Linked DNA regions of Mus musculus: all the other regions are linked to region 1. Evidence: chromatin contacts called from public Hi-C and HiChIP or PLAC-seq data. All regions are on one chromosome and are shown on one strand. Each heading gives the region's core, a stretch centred on a gene start, on an enhancer-like site or on the middle of the called end of the contact. The rest is flanking DNA. Distances are from core to core; before and after follow the strand shown.

Evidence for each region. A called contact is a pair of places that touch in the nucleus more often than the background predicts. HiChIP or PLAC-seq counts read pairs in DNA pulled down with a chosen protein or histone mark.
Region 2: an H3K27ac HiChIP or PLAC-seq map of stem cell-derived anterior neural progenitor cells shows a contact between it and region 1, with 8 times the contacts expected there. The contact joins two enhancer-like sites. A contact is called at or near these places in 1 of 484 Hi-C or Micro-C datasets (embryonic stem cells) and 5 of 115 datasets of contacts at active chromatin or transcription factors (embryonic stem cells, epiblast stem cells, stem cell-derived anterior neural progenitor cells and 1 more).
Region 3: a Hi-C map of uterus shows a contact between it and region 1, with 2.4 times the contacts expected there. The contact joins two enhancer-like sites. A contact is called at or near these places in 2 of 484 Hi-C or Micro-C datasets (both in uterus) and 1 of 115 datasets of contacts at active chromatin or transcription factors (embryonic stem cells).

The regions. Positions count from the first base shown.
Region 1 is chr7:73,616,985-73,620,481 of GRCm38.p6, reverse strand. No RefSeq gene overlaps it. Among named protein-coding and RNA genes, the nearest start is that of Gm30149, 10 kb to the right of the region's middle. Within about 2 kb of position 1,856, at least 332 of the 459 cell types and tissues checked have an H3K27ac peak or open chromatin away from gene starts, as enhancers often do. A contact at or near this core is called in stem cell-derived anterior neural progenitor cells and uterus, where this site is marked.
Region 2 is chr7:73,137,292-73,140,788 of GRCm38.p6, reverse strand. No RefSeq gene overlaps it. Among named protein-coding and RNA genes, the nearest start is that of Gm6567, 37 kb to the right of the region's middle. Within about 2 kb of position 1,523, at least 31 of the 459 cell types and tissues checked have an H3K27ac peak or open chromatin away from gene starts, as enhancers often do. A contact at or near this core is called in stem cell-derived anterior neural progenitor cells, where this site is marked.
Region 3 is chr7:73,325,432-73,328,928 of GRCm38.p6, reverse strand. All of the region lies in intron 1 of A730056A06Rik (RIKEN cDNA A730056A06 gene), which reads left to right. Among named protein-coding and RNA genes, the nearest start is that of 4930429H19Rik, 17 kb to the right of the region's middle. Within about 2 kb of position 1,523, at least 36 of the 459 cell types and tissues checked have an H3K27ac peak or open chromatin away from gene starts, as enhancers often do. A contact at or near this core is called in uterus, where this site is marked.

The DNA of each region.
Region 1 (3,497 bases), core at 607-3,106:
CTTGGGGGCCAAGAGGCTGCCAGTCTGGATGCCACCCGCAGCTTGTCTCTGTCAGCAACAGTATTAACAAATTTATTTTCTAAATTGGGCATGGTGGCTCACGCCTGTAACTCAAGCACTTTTGAGGGTGAGGCATGGGAGCTACCTAGAGACTAAGGCCAGGCCTGAGTTCCAGGCCAGTCTGTATTACAGAGTAAGACCCTGTCTAAAACACAAAAACCAACAAAACAAAGGCTAGGTGAGGTAACACAGGCCCATGATCCCAGCATTTAGGAGGTAGAGACAAGCAGGGTCGGGCTCTTCGACTACTATAGAGTTGAAACTTGTGGCCAGCCTGACACAGGGTGGCAGAGAGCAAAGTGTTATCATTAAAAGCTTTGGGTTCATTTTCTTTTATTTTATCATACAATGTGCTATTACAACTAGCACAGTTAGGGGAGGTTTGTTCAGAAGTCTAAATGTTTAAATAAATCTTATTATTGTTGGAAATACAAGTCTATTGAACATTTTATGTTTAAAGTAGATTTTTGTTTTCTTTTTTCTTTTTTTTTTTTTTTTTTTTTTTTTTTGGTTTTTCAAGACAGGGTTTCTCTGTATAGCCCTGGCTGTCCTGGAACTCACTCTGTAGACCAGGCTGGCCTCAAACTCAGAAATCCGCCTGCCTCTGCCTCCCAAGTGCTGGGATTAAAGGCATGCGCCACCACCGCCCAGCTTTTCGAGACAGGGTTTCTCTGTGTAGCCTGGGCTGTCCTGGAACTCACTTTGTAGACCATGCTGGCCTGGAACTCAGAAATCCGCCTGCCTCTGCCTCCTGAGAGCTGGGATTAAAGGCGTGCGCCACCACGCCCGGCTAAAGTAGATTTTTATATTATAGTCAACAGAATGCAGGGAATCTGGAGCCATTTGGATTGGATTCTAGTTTTAACTCTAACACCGTTCTGAATATAACTCCTTATTTTCTTTGGAATAAATGCTGAAATAGTTCAAGTTGGAAAGTTACACTTACCCAAAAAAAAAAAACAAAAACAAAAACAAAAACAAAACAAACCTTTCCCGTCCGCCCTGGCAACCTACCTCCTTTATTGGAGGTGAACCATGTTGAAACTTGGTTGCCTTTGCTTCGTTTTTATGTATATACCGTACAAGCGAATGCGTGTACAATTTGGATTGTTTCAAAAACTCTAGCACGGTCCATGGAAATGGGAACCAGCTTCCTCTCTGACAAAGCAGTGAGCCAGGGAGAGTACAAGGCGAAAAGTACATGAATTGCCCATATTAAAGTCTGGCTCGGGCGTTAGCACCCCCACCCCAAGGCATCGTCATTATTAGAAGGGCTGCCAGGTACATAAAGGGTCTTCAGTAAGTCTCAAAATGCCCTTGGAGCGTGTTAAACGTCTGTCAGGTCTCCTTCACTCCAAAGCTTTCAGTTTAGGTGAGTGTGGGGAGACCTCCAAGGAGGTCCCTGAAGATGCTGACCAAGAGAACCTCACAGTAAAGCATCCGCTGCCCTAGATTCCGATGCAGGCTCCTCGTCCCGCGCCTTAGTGGTCTGTGACCCCGGGTGTGACCACTGTGATCCTGGGAGCCACCTAGGATGTCTAAGTAAGAGACCGCACGGGCCCCGCCCACAGCACACACCCGAGAAATGCTAGTCTGGAATGAAACGCTAACGAGAAATCCACATAGAAAGCAGAATACCCAGGACAGGCTGCGGTGGGCAGACGGGCGGCACGAGTAAAGTTTTTACACCAAGCGCCCGTCTCTGCCGCAGCGACCTTCTGATCACTCCGGAAGAGAGGCGTTCCCACGCCTGACGCGGGTCATCCTCCCCCTCGCAACCCGCGCACCCTCGGGATGGCGGCGGATGACGACGGCGGCGGCAGAGTGTGGACGTGCCTCGCGCCGCGCAGCAAATGGCGGAGGAGGCAAGGCGTGGCCCGCTGCGCCGCGTCCGGCCACCAGGGGGCAGCCGCGCGTCTGAGTCCCGCAACCGGCTGGAACCGGTCTGGCCGGAAGTTGGGCTGGGGCCTTCTCTTCCGCAGCCGCGCGCCACGTGGCCGGGATGGGGTGGGGTGGGGTGGGGATGGGGCGAGGAGGAGGAGGAGGAGGAATGCACGAAAACAACAAGATGGCGCCGCGGGGGATGGGCGCCTTGCCTGCGCCCTCGGAACCCGGAGCGTCCCGAAGGGCGGAGTGGAAGGGCCGGTCGGGGCCCAGCCTGCGGGGCGTAGCCGGCTTCCGCCAGCTTGGGAGGCCGCTTGGACAGGCCCAGGGTGCGGTCGCCAGCGCGCCCATCACGAGACCCCTGGCCGGGATCCAGGACTCCCTTTGGGCCTTCGCGGCGCCTTTCCTTAATTTGCTTTGTCCGCTTTGCATTTGTCCTCTGAGCGTTGTCGACCTCCTAGGGGAGCGATTAGATCAGGGCGAGGCCAACAGCGAGCAAGAGCAGGAAAAATGCTGACCGTGGACCCCGCCGGGGTCAGCAATGGTAGAGATGGAACCTGCTGGGAGGTGGACCACACCCCACCCCTATCCACCCCGGGGCGCTTCGGGACCTCCTCACTGTAGGGGCGGCCAGTGTGGCAGAATCCAAGCTTGTCTGTTTGGCTTTTGTGAAAAAAAGCAAAAAAAAAAAAAAAAAAAAGAAAAGAAAGAAAGGGAAATCTGGTTTTGTATGTATTAAAACGTAGGAAATTAGGCATAATTGTCTAGTATCCTGGAATTGCTGCGAAAGCCTGAAGCCTCCCCTTCCTGCCCAAATCCGTGTAACTCTACTTGCCCCACCCCGTAGACATTCCTGACCGGTGGAATTTATTTTAGATGGGCCTGAGGATCGCAGATGTGAGGTTTTGTTGGGTTTTATATCTTTTTAAATAAGTTAACACACGTTACTCTGAATGTGATGGTATATTTAGAATAAGACATTTGTCGCCTTGGGATTTGAAAGCCTTTTAGAATAGGTTTCAAATTCTTTCCCATATTTGCGATTTATGAGGCCTTTGGCCTATCTCAAAATAATAAGACCCCTCCCCTCTAAATAGCACCTGGCTCCCAAGGACCTTAGAAGTTTAATTAATAAATATTTTGGATAAAATGCGGAACTATTACGGTGTTAGTTGGGAGGGAGGGAGGAGAGTAGCTTAAGACAAATCTCCAAGCTCGTGATCAAAACAGCATCGATATTAAGTGGTAAACTACAAGTGAGACAGTGACATCAATGACTGGGGGGTGGGCGGAGCCCAAGCTTAAATGTGCATTTTTGACGAAGGGATTTGGGGACCTACTTCACCCCACTCCTTAGGTTTTGTGTTCTTGTGAATTGTATTGGCAGGCATTCCCGAAAGCACTTGAGCCCTCTGAGGAACCAAAACACTGCGTAACGACTCCCAGTCACCATTAGTGCCAGGGGCCGCAGAGTTAAGGAATGGAATTCCGAAACACAAAGGGCTCTAATCTTTCCTCTCCTAGGCCTAAGGAAAGAATACAGCTTTGTCTGT
Region 2 (3,497 bases), core at 274-2,773, 480 kb after region 1:
CTAGACTTCACTGTGACTGGATAAACTGAGGGTCCCAGGCTCATTTAAGAACCAATTATCGTGCTGGGGTTGTGCGGCTCTGTGGAACAGTAAACCTTTGGTTTTGACTAGCAGGGCCTGCTCAGAGGAAGGGGAAAGCAGCCAGCCATGATCCTTAGTATTGTGGCAGTACCCTCAAATATAAGTAGGCCCCTCCTGGGCTTGTGGCACTTGTCACGAACTGTAAAAGAAAATGCGTTTCCCCGAAACTATTTGGGAAATTGGAGCCACTGCTCAATTCCTTAAAAAAAAAAAAAAATCAGGCTCTATATACGGGAATGATTGTAAGGAGACAGAATGGGTTGATCGATCTATGTGCAAGACTGGGGAATCCTAAGGCAGGCAAAGCCACACCCAGGGCTAGCAGAGGAGGCAGGACAGGCAGAAAGTAACAAGTTCTCAGTCAACCAACTATAGACAAGAAGCCTTTCCCCAGAACCTCCTCCTAGCCTGGGTAGCTAGAGGGTGTTTGTTGATGAGACTTGTTAAAACATTTGGTTGAATTCCAGAGTGGAGCATCCATGCCTTATGACTAGACCAAAGAAAAGGAAGCGTGTCCCTGAAAAGCCACAGGGCTCTGCCCGGACAACCTTTGTCTTCAAAGAGACAGCGTATGTCAAGAGTCAGAGCCACGACCTACCATAATGCTGAGTGCTAGCTCACAAGCATTGGTTTCTGCTTATACAACACTGTTCACTGTCCGAGTGTTTTCAGTTTTGCATATAAGTAGCCATTTCAAATACAAAAGCAAAGAGAGGCGGCTCCTGGGAGGCTGAATGGCTCTGGGGAGGACATTAGGGTGTCTGTGGGTGTCTCTCCTCAACTAGCCAGCCCTCCTGGTCCCCCTCCCAGAGCTGTTAAGAGGATCTGAGGGAGGCAACAGTGTCGACCCCGAAGCATCCAGAGGTGCCTTCCTTCCGTCTACTCCCAGCACACTCTTCCTGGTTTCCTAGAGGTCTTCCTGCATCTTCTGTCTTGCTGACAGATAAAAAGTAGGCATAGGGGTATGAGAAGGCTACATCCGCCAAGGATGCGGCACCAGGATCGGAGGGAGCCCAGGGAAGAGGCAGAAGGGCAGGCAGGGAGGCGCTTGATAACTTGGAATTCTGTGAACTTGCTGACTGGGGGGGGGGGGCGGGGGGGGGAGGAGGGTTAGGAGGGACTTGAGGTAGGTTCTAAAATGACTCCCACAGCCTTCAGGACAGGGCTCAGGGCATCTCAAAGTCTGGCTCCCAGGTCCTTCCAGTCAGTAGCTCAGAGACCGATTAGACTGATTAGATTCCAAGCTACAGGCTTTAGAGGGCTAGTATCGGAGTTAGGTATGGAAGTTTCCCCTGGCTTTCTCGTCCAGGCGCTCACATCCAGGAAGGAGCTTCTTTTCTGGACCAGAGGGCTTTCGCTTGTTGGGCTTTTCATTAGCAGGGTGAGCCAGTAGGCGGTTGAGCTCATCTGGGCAATTGAGAAGCCAGGGAGGGCTAAGTGCTAATAGCTAACTCCAGTGTCAATAGGCGGTAGAGGTGGCCTCCTGCTGGGTTATTTGCATTTTATAATGCACTCCTAGGAGACCAGAATTCTTTAGAAGACCCTTGAAAGAATGGAGCTTTAAAGACAGTGGTGTGTGTGTTTGTGTGTGTGTGTGTGTGAGTGAGTGTGTAGGGGGGTGGGGTATGAGAGAGTGGGAGTCGGGGAGATTACTTTATTTAAAATCCATCCTATCTTAAGTCTGCTCCTGTCCCCTCTATATCAAAGGGTACAGGCTGTATGACTCATTCAACTTTTCAACCATAGGGGTCCTTGAGGAGGGACCCAACATTTCAATCACAATAATTAATTCTCTTGTAAGCTAACTGAAATGCCCACTAGACAGTTTGACTGCCTTTGGATGACACTTGAGATTCTAGGAGTGGAATATAATGAGTGAAGGAGCCAGAAGGTCATACCCCAAGTCTCCTTAGCAATGTGAGGTTACCACCCTTGGCTCTTGGTCTCCATAAAAGGACTGACCCCACCCCCACCCCCACCCCCCACCCCCCCAGCCCAGGGCTCAACACCAAAGCAGAAACACCATCTGAGACTAGTCTGGCTGGTTTCATGCTTTTGTTGCTGGTCTCTCCATCTGGAAGATAACAAATGCTCAATAAATGGTTGTTGAATTCTGCTATTGGGATCAGTTACATATGGAAAATGATGGACACTGGGAGGTGTTCGCCTCTGGTCCAATTAGAGTCAGGCGGGCTGGGTTCTGGAGGCTTCCTCTCTGTGACCTGCTGGGCTCCTCCCCCTCCTCGGAGGTAGGTAGTCACAGGATAGACCGAGCTTGCCCTCTGCTGCCCAGCTGGGATCTGACTAGGGCTTATTTGCCTAGCTCTTGCCTGAGGCTGCAGGAGTTCTGAGACTAAAAGTACAAACCATCTCCTCACCCACCTGCCAGCTCCTCACAGGGCTTTGGTGGCAAAGTGAGAAGTTTGGAAAGCGTGTATCTGTCTCCATGGGCTTGGCCCATACTTTTCTAATGCGATTGGTAGTAGCAACATTATGTGTGCTGGTATGGTGAGTGTTTAATGACACATGCCGATTATCTCAAAGGTCCATCAATAAGCAGTGGAGTGGGCCAAAGACCTATTCAGAGCGTAGGATATATACATGCCTTTTTTTTTTCCCCACAACAGTGCACAAAAAGGTCACCCAATTGTACAGAGGCATTTAAGAAGCTACTATTTAAGTTCTGGTACAGCAATAAAGGGGGACATCTAAAACTATCTGTAGCCATGTATGTGGACATACTCTTTTAGTCCCAGGCAGGCAGATCTCTTGCGTTTGAGGACAGTCCACTCTACAGAGTGTGTTTCAGGACAGCCAGGACCCCACAGAGAAACCCTGTCTTGCAACAACACACTAACAAAATACAAAATAAAGTTAATTTTTTTCTCACCTATCTTTGTTTGTCAACCAAAAGAATGGAATTCAGAAGCCTGTGTTTGGTTTCAGACCCGGGACATGGGACTGAGGTGCCCATTTTACTTGTCAAAGCAGACCTGGCCCTCCAGGTTCTCCCAGCATCCCTCATGAGGTTCCTACCTGGCATACCTTGGCCCCAATCTTGAACTTTCCAGCCCAGGGGCTGGGCTGCTTTTCCTACAGAGGCTCTTCCCTATATAATTCAAACATTTTGTTCTCTCCAGCTCTCTCTTCTCCTCCCTGCAAGTGAGCCCTTTCTTGTTCTCTTCTTCCCCTGCCACCTTCCCCTATGGCAATTTCCCTGGTTTCCATGCTTGGATCCTTCCTGGCCAGGCGGGAGAGCAGCTTCCCAATAAATCTGCCTTTAATATAATCTGATTTGAACTGGCTCATCTCACAGGTAGAGAAATAACCTATCAGGCTGTAGGGCTACACAGTAGTCAGAGGACCAGCCTGAGCTGTGTGAAATCCTATGTCAGAAAAGGAGAGATTACACTAAG
Region 3 (3,497 bases), core at 274-2,773, 290 kb after region 1:
TCCTAAGTGGGGCTTCTCTAAATTGTATGTGTCTTCCTGAGGGAGCAATCCATTCATCCATAAACATCAGCTGGCCAGGCAACACTGGAGGTGCCGGGGATAGAGCCCTGACAGAGACTAACATAAAGACAGTGTTCAGGTTGTACTGAGGTCTGAATACTTGTGAACTCGCCAAATTCACATGTTAAAACTAATTCCTTAAGTGACAGAATTAGGCACGAGGGAGGTGACTGGGTCATGAGTATAGAGCCAGGAACAAAGGATCGACACCTCTAAAAGAGGCCCCAGAGAGGTTCCTTGCCCCTCCCTACCATCTAGGAACAAGGAAGCCTTCATCGGGCACCCACTCTGCTGGTGCCCTGATCTGCAGCTTCTAAGCCTTCAGAGCCTTAAGTAGGTCATTCCTGTTGTTTTTAAGTCCCTTGGTGGATGGTGTTTTGTTATAGCTGCTCGAACAGACTAGGGCAGTGGTTCTCAACCTTCCCAATGCTAAAAGCCATCTTTTAGTACACAGTTCTTCACATTACGGTGACTTCAACCAGAAAATGATTTCATTGCTACTTCCTGACTGTAATTTTGCTGCTGATATGAATCCTAATGTAAATACCTGATAGGCAACCCCCAGAGGGGTCGTGACCCACAGGTTGAGAACTGCTGGACTATTTCCACAAGAAACAGAGCTGTAGCCCCCCATGGTGAGGGGGAAGGAAGCACATGCAGTGTGCTAGGGAAAGTGACACTGAAGATATAGTGAAGCTGCTGCGCTGTCCTTGCAGAACCATGCTCTACTTGGGGTACACAGCATGTTTAGCGAAAGTCACTGCCCTAAAGACTCAGGCTGCCTATGTGTTTGCCCCAAATGAGCCACTGGATCTGGATGCTTGACTTTGTCCCCATCCTCCCCACCACCCAAAGGCACAATAGCGTGGTAAGATCTGCACAATATCAAGCCAGCCAAATGTAGGGCATAGCTGGGGGCATGCCTCTCGCTGAGGAGCTGTTGAGAATTGGTAGCTACTGAGGAAGGAGAGTCAGTTTTCTTTGGCTGGGACACCGATAGACTGGCCGACTTCCAGTGAGTGGCCCTACACCCATGCTCATGATGGCAGTAGCAAGGAGACTCAATGGGTTTAAAAAAGAGTATACAATGCTGGAGGGACCAGTGAGGGGTGGGGACAGTAAAGGAAGAGTTGGAAGAGGAGATGGGATGGGCTTGATCAAAACGTATTCTATTCATGCATGACATTCTCAAAAACTAGATTTTAAAAAGCCACTCTAATCAAGGAGCTGTCGTTCTTGGGTTGATGGGTTTCCTCAGTTTCCCTCAGCTGAGCTGCTCCTCATCGTTTCTGTGGACTGTTCCTTCGGTTTGCAGCTCTCCACCAGTTCTCTTCTTCTTCATCCCTGCTTTCTTGGCCATTGCATCTGAATACTTATTAGATTTTGTTTCTTGACCCTCCCCTTCGACTGTCCCAAGCTGTCCTATTTATAGCTTGCAGCTGTTGGCAGAGCTGCAGTGTTAGCCTTTGGGGAGACGTCCATAGGCTGGGTTGCCTGTGAGTTGTCTGGGAACACAGGCTGAGGCGAAGGAGACACCCAGGCGAGCTTTTTCTCTCAGAATTTATGATGAAAAGTTGGATTTCTTGAGCCAGGAGTTTACGATGGACAACAGCCCTGTGTTTGTAATTTGCAGAAAGATGGGGACGGCACATTCCACTAAAGCAGGAACTGGCTAAACCCAGCTTTTTGACTCACAAATTAGTCAATAACTCTCTAGCAAAAATTAGAAATTGTGGCTTCAGTTAAAAATTGCTTCTGTTAAAGGAGGAGGAGGGAAGAAGAAGAAGAGGAGGAGGCAGCCAAAAATGGGATATTTGGGGCAAAATTTAAATAACAATTCTAAGAGTTTTGGGTTAAGTATTTTTCTTACAGAGCATGCATCTTAAGTCAGGTCATATAGTGTGCACATGGCTCTAGTAAGACAGATGCTGTGAAGGCGGTTAGTGCAGGGAGAGATGGATGGATACACCAGGCTGACTTTAGGTATAAATCATTCACACTTTACCCACGCGATAAGCGTATAGAATTTCGAAAATGTTGACTTCTAACGGGCTCCCAGGCGATCCGCAAGCTGTACCTTCCAAAGGCTCCTGCCCAAGGCCTGCAGTGGAGCCCGAAGGAGGGCTCGCCTCCTTACCCTGAAAAGCTATGGGGCTCGCCTTTTCTTTTTAACAGTATTGTCCCTGGTTCTATTGATTAACTTTGGATCTTTCTTCTCATGACCGCGGCTACCTTGTGCGTCCTCATCCTAACAGCGCCTGGAACCTTTCTCCTTCCCCACTTCCGTCTTTGGGACTTCGGCCCATCTTCACTTTCCGCTGCGTGGAGGCTCAGATGAAAACATGTGTTTCTGATGCTCTGTGTCTTGGCCTGGGAGGAGCCTGAGGGAAGGCTTTCCTATTCCAAATTTGTCTCAGACTTTAGCACGTCAAAACTCATTGCAGTCAAAGTCAGCAGCGTCCCAAACCTCCAGTTCGCTCATTGCCTGAGAAGCCCAAGGGGCTCCGGAGCAGGCTCCGTTCGTGGGTGGACCAGACAAGACAGTTTGATACAGCTGAAAAAACACGGCGGTAGAAAGAGTCTTGTCAAGCTTGGTCTTTGACTGCAGGGGAAGTGGCACTTTTTGTCACCAGTTAGTTATGTAACAATGCTCTTTCAATATTTAAAAATGTTCTCTCTTTTTGAAGCCTTTTTTTTTTTTTTTAGTTTTTTGAGACAGGGTTTCTCTGTGTAGCCCTGACTGTCCTGGAACTTACTCTGTAGACCAGGCTGGCCTCGTACTCAGAAATCCGCCTGCCTCTGCCTCCCAAGTGCTGGGATTAAAGGCGTGGGCCACCACTGCCCCGCTTGAAGCCTTTTTTAAACAAGAAAAAAGATGCCGTGCCCCCCCCCCCCCCAGAAGCTGATTAGTCATCAGCCCAGAGTCAAAGCTGGTTGAGCATAGATTTCTCTGTCTGCCAGCTACTACTGTCTCCTAGATGGCATGGACTGTGTACTGGGCTTATACTGGTGAATGTTGAGTATGTTGGCATCCATAGAGGGTTGTGGATGACTGAGAGAGGGACCCATCCCTGGGCCAGGGGTGGGGGGGGTGGGGTGAGGTTGTTGATATGCTGCTCATGTCGCCGGGACCAGGTTCTGGGGTGGTAGCTGTGGCTGACAGTGGCCAGACCAGGAGGTGAGGCATCAGGAGAACCGAGTTGGCATTCGAGCCTGACTTTTCAGCACCTCTGTCCTCTCTTTTAAAAAAGACCTAATAGGAGAAGATAGTTTCCAAGAATTCTAGCACAGAGAGTCCCTTAAAGAGCATGTTGGCCATCTCAGTTCTTTTTATAACATTCCTGTTAAGCTGCAGGGCAGGGCGCTACTCATCTGTGCCCTGGAGAGGATATCTGTGTGATGGCGGGTGGGGGTGGGGGTGGGCGATCCTGGCCAGA